Regions from separate parts of the Macaca mulatta genome. Here region 1 is linked to region 2. Evidence: chromatin contacts called from public Hi-C data. All regions are on one chromosome and are shown on one strand. The core of a region is the stretch at or near the end of the contact, and the rest is flanking DNA. Distances in the headings are between cores, read along the strand shown. Region 1 has its middle 410 kb from the start of PRKD1. Region 2 has its middle 490 kb from the start of PRKD1.

Region 1 (2,700 bases), core at 134-2,633, 74 kb after region 2:
ATATTTTCTCTTCTGGTGATGTAGCCATTCAAACTATTTTACTCATATCAAAGCAGAGATATTATGAAGTTAAAACTAAAGTCATTTTCATCAAAGCTAATCATAAATTTTATTTTCTTAAGTGTCTCCCAGAGTATTCACATTGCAGGTCTGTAAAGGAGACTCTTAAAAGTACTCTCTGGTCTTGGGTTCTAATTAGAAAGAATCCCATTAAACGTGGGAGCATTGCCGTGATGATAGTCAGGAGAGCAAAAACAAAAACACTCACATTTGGTTCATGAGGCTTTGGATGAACCCATTGAACACTGGTATTTTAGGAAGGTATTTCTTACTGTTGAAAGTATAATTGGCCATTCATTACTTAGATGACCAGCTTCACAGTGGTTTGCACCCATTTGTATAACTTATGTAAATGCATAAATGCTTCCTTTGAAATGACATAAAACCTAAATCACTCCATAAACTAATAAATGATAGTTGCTCGCTATCTTGTACACAGTTAGCTTTTTATTGGTTAAAAAAAGTAGGTGAACATCACAGATGCAAAATGTTTGTTGTTAAGAATGTGTGTTTACAGGTGTGGAATACCCTAAGGATGGGTAGAACTGATACCCTGCTGCAGGTGCAGACTTTAATAAACAGGAACTTGTCTTTCCTCTAATCACTTCTCTCCCTTATCATGCTTTTGGATTATCTCAATTCACATTAAGTATCACTTGTGCATAAAGCATATACAGTGTACTATATTTATTTAGGTATACATGTGACTAGATCTTCTATGAATAAAACCCAAAATGCATTCACATGAGAAAATGGAGTGGTTTAATTTAAATATTTTAGGAGTGCTAGAATACTAATAAACATCTGGAAGAACAGATAAAACTAGATAAATGTTTAGCCTTGTTATGAGTAACACACTAGCATACGATTAGGTTTATAATGGTTGTAATTTAACAAAACTGTTGTATGAAATATTTTGTTTAGCATTCATTAAAAACTGTTAATGCACTTGTGTTTTTCATGGACTAAATTTTTTGCAGCAGACGCACGTTATTAGTATAATACAAATATGCTAAAAAGCAAACAGTTTGGTGTTAAAATGTTTTAAGTAGGATTGTGAAAAGAAATTTTACACCAATCTTTATTTTTTTTCATTTTTACAGGGAAATTTTTACCACAAATTCCATATTTTAATGATATTATACCAACTCTATTTTTTAAACTCATTTTGTCACTGTTTTGTAACAGAAACACTGTAAATATTATAGATGTGGTAAACTATTATACTTGTTTTCTTATAAATGAAATGATCTGTGCCAACACTGACAAAATGAATTAATGTGTTACTAAGGCAACAGCCACATTACATGCTTTCTCTTTCACAGTAGGCAGCAGAGCATATGGTTTTCTCTTAATGGAACGCTAGCTTCTCATTAACATACCAGTAGCAGTGTCAGAACTTACAAACCAGCATAACAGGGAGATGGAAAAACTTATAAATTAGACCCTTTCAGTACTATTGAGAAGGAAATGACTGATGTTCTAAGGTACAATATTTAGCTAATACTGTGCCCTTTTCTGCACCTTCTTTCCACAAAAAGAAACTTTTTTCTTATAATAAATATAAATATAAATATTGAAGTGCAAGTTATTTTTACCCTGCTTCTAAGAGTGATTGGCACCCTGATTTTGATAACTCTTCTTAAAAATAATATTTCATTGCCTTTTTGCTCACAGTATGTTTCAAACAGCTGTATTTTCACCATTCCGTTTCAATACAGAGAAGCAGTTGAAATACAAAACTAATTTTCTTATCTTCCTAAAAGAGGAAATCCGTAAGGTAAACACAAAACGAACATGTGAAGGAAACCCTTTATTTTCTGAAGGCTAAGGCCGACCACGCCAATAGCGGAAGTGGAGCCGCCAAGAGGTCATGATTGGTAGTGAAGGGAAGAGAGGAATTTTATTTAATCCCCATTTCAGCGCGTGTGGTTTAAATCATATTTAGCCATCTCATAATAATCACCGTGATTTAAATTGATCATCCAATTTTTTTATTTATTTTTTAAGCTCCTTCTCATTGAGAATTCAGCTGTATTTGAGGAAAGAACGTATCAATATCATGTCCTAAAAGACACATTTTAAAAGTTAAACCTATAGGTACGACATAGAAATTATACTTACATATGGATAACAAAACTTCACATTCCATAAATTTCATAAACTGAAGTAGTTTTATCATCTACATTTTTAATTTTTTTATTTTTTACTTTTTATTTTTATTTATTTATTTATTTATTTTGAGATGGAGTCCCGCTCTGTCGTCCAGGCTAGAGTGCAGTGACGCGATCTCGGCTCACTGCAACCTCCGCCTCCTGGGTTCAAGCAATTCTCTGCCTCAGCCTCCCGAGTAGCTGGAATTACAGGTGCTTGGCACCACTCTTGGCTAATTTTTGTATTTTTTTAGTACAGATAGGGTTTCACCATCTTGGCCAGGCTGGTCTTGAACACCTGACCTCATGATCCACGCGTCCTGGTCTCCTAAAGTGCTGGGATTACAAGAGAGAGCCACCGCACGCAGCCTATATTTTTACATTTTTATAGCATTTACTTATAATTAAATAATTGAGTGCTACAATAGTGAAATATAAGGTTCTGAAAAAGTTGACCTATGTTTCAGGGTTATTGGATAGTAATTGC
Region 2 (2,700 bases), core at 123-2,622:
GATTTCTCAAATGCTGAAAATTGATTACCTTTGATTAGCTCTGATCTGCACAAAGAGCTCTGACAGAGTATCAGTGAAACATTACAACATTACAGACAAAGTAACAAATGATTTAATTACCAGTGTGCTTATTAATGTTAGATTCCCTGCAGTGATCCTGGCAAATCAGGGGCCTGTAATAGACCTGTGGGTTTCACTGAATTCCATTAGGGTTTAAATAATATTTCTCACTATTTCTCAAATCCTTCTTTTCATGGCTCCTTAATAACTCTAATTAATTTTAATTTGCACAAAAAAAATCCACAGCATCTTTAGAAACTTTTAATTAGCTATAAAATAAAACTCTTCTCCTCCCAAGAAGACATATATGATCAACTTTGGAGTAGCCTCACAAATAAGTTTTCATTAACAGTAGTTAGCTCTCTGTAATATTATTAAATTAAAATCTAAAACCAATGTGGAATTGCACATGTGGTCCAACTCTCCTCTTCTAGCGGCAAACAAAATGCGATTTGTTTAACAGGAACCAAGTTAAAGAACAATATGGTAAAACGTTTAGATAGTAGTATAGGAAGCATTGTCATAATACTCTTTCTTTTATTTTTGTGCATATGTATACTTGCAACCATTTTGTTAACTGTAGCATAGAAAGCACACTGATTGAGAAGCTTCAGAGTGTGCTGAAAGAGGATTTAAAAATGCAATAGCAAGAGAACACTGGCCCAGTTAGACACAGAATGTGATGAATAATGTTGGCACAAACAAGTCAAGCTTATCTAGACTTGTACTCGGGAACATTCAGATCACTTTGGATTGGCAGCTTTTAGGGCTTTCCCCAATTTGATGCCATTATATATGACATTAAATTATTGTGAAGTAATGACAATGAAAACCCAGATGATCAGAGGAGTCAAACAGAGCGGCTTAAATTAAAATATGTGTGTGCAAGTGTTTCAAGGCAAAGAAAAATTAGAGGGTAGGCAATTAAAAGGTTGTTTAGCACAGAAATGCTGATATACAGACAACTTTAGAATAATATTTTTTCACAGTGGCTTTGCAGTTCTGCAGAAACAGGGCAGTGCTGCAGGTGTTTCTGGGTGGCATTTCAAAACCACTAGCTATACAACTTAAGACATGGGGATATGCAGCCCCCAACGCTGATGAATGCATTTATTACGTTCAGTGCTGTCAGCAGCTGAAAAGCTATCCATCACATTGAAACAGCACAGAGTCAGGAGTCTCTTTTTGTGGAGAAATATTGAAGTCAGATTGTTGATGTCAAAAGTCAAAGTATAGTTCAGCTATCTGTTTTATGAATCTGACTGAGACACATTGTGCCTGTGCGCAAACTGATATCTACCAGAGCTCATTTTAGCAAATGTGTGATTTAGAAGTCAAAAAAACATTCGTACAACCAAACTCATAGCAGGCAGAGGCTGTGGCATGCATACATAGTTTTTACATTTTAATATGACACCGTGTGGTAGTGTTTATCATCTGAAATCTAAGCCATATCAACTTTCTAGCTATGATATTTAAGATCTGTGTACTTTCAAAAAAGTATTCACACAATAAAAGAATACATTAAAATATAGCCTCAATAGCAATGTTATTGGCCTTGTTGGGCTTGATTTTGCTTTTATTTTCTTCTGAAAATCAAATCACAAAGGCATGGTGAATTCACTGCATTCTCAATTTAAAAAATAGACACTATTTAGGGTCAAAATGATATCAGAATTTAATAGCCACTGGGTTGCAGACACTGCTTGAGGCCCCTTTTGTACAAATCCACCTCATTACACTTCCAGACCTCTATTATGATACTACTTATAACGTCTGAGCATAGATTTTATAAATAGTCATAAGTTCCAGACATCCCCAATAACCAAATGTTGCTGAATTCTTAGAAAACAAGAAAGAATAAAAGAGTAAATTTTCTATCCTCAGCCCCCTCTTTTTTGTTTTGCTCCTCAGTTCACCTTATTTGGAAAGATATCCATCTTTTCCTTTCCACTGGAATTTTTTACAATTATTTTACAAAAAAAAAAAAAAGTGAATGAAATGAAAATGGTTTGGGTGGTACATATTCATTCCTATTTCACAGAATCTTTAAACTAACTTTGTAATAGGTGACACAGCTTGGAAACTATTGTTTTATTTGATCAAATCTTGGGGATCAAAGTGTACGTTTTGAGTGTATTTCTTTAAGCGAGGGCTTTGTGCCTCCGAGGTAGCATATGCTCAGAATGCTATTACACTTGCCAGCCTTCCTGCAAATTTGTGGTGTTTAACAAAAAACAAGCACATTTTTCAATTCAAGTCAGGGAGACTCTTTTATTTTTGCTGATTTCGCCTTCTTTTCTCTTTTCTAGCACAACCCTCAGGGCGCGTGATGTAATGGTCAGCACTTGCACATGGGAGCCAGAAAGCCTTTAATGAACTGCAAACTTTGTTCAATAAAAATGATTGTGTTCCAGCTTTTTTCTCCTTCCAAAGAAGAGAAAACATACAAATATCATGTAGAAAGCTTTAGGAATCGTAAAGACCTCAGTAGGTCTTAAAAGCATTATTTATTTTTAAAAGCAAGGAAAGAAAAAGCAACACACACAAAAAACAATAGCAGAGATTATTTTTATCCTAACTTGGTTTGATGACACCAGATGCAGAACAGGGCTCTATGGCCTGAAGGGTCACGAGTTT

Evidence for each region. Hi-C and Micro-C count contacts between places; a contact is called where the count stands out from the background.
Region 1: a contact with region 2 is called in a Hi-C map of fetal cortical plate, with 3 times the contacts expected there. The contact joins two enhancer-like sites. A contact is called at or near these places in 2 of 14 Hi-C or Micro-C datasets (fetal cortex germinal zone and fetal cortical plate).

What each region holds. Positions count from the first base shown.
Region 1 is chr7:102,637,893-102,640,592 of T2T-MMU8v2.0, forward strand. No RefSeq gene overlaps it. Among named protein-coding and RNA genes, the nearest start is that of PRKD1, 410 kb to the right of the region's middle. Within about 2 kb of position 1,384, at least 7 of the 40 cell types and tissues checked have an H3K27ac peak or open chromatin away from gene starts, as enhancers often do. A contact at or near this core is called in fetal cortical plate, where this site is marked.
Region 2 is chr7:102,563,684-102,566,383 of T2T-MMU8v2.0, forward strand. No RefSeq gene overlaps it. Among named protein-coding and RNA genes, the nearest start is that of PRKD1, 490 kb to the right of the region's middle. Within about 2 kb of position 1,373, at least 7 of the 40 cell types and tissues checked have an H3K27ac peak or open chromatin away from gene starts, as enhancers often do. A contact at or near this core is called in fetal cortical plate, where this site is marked.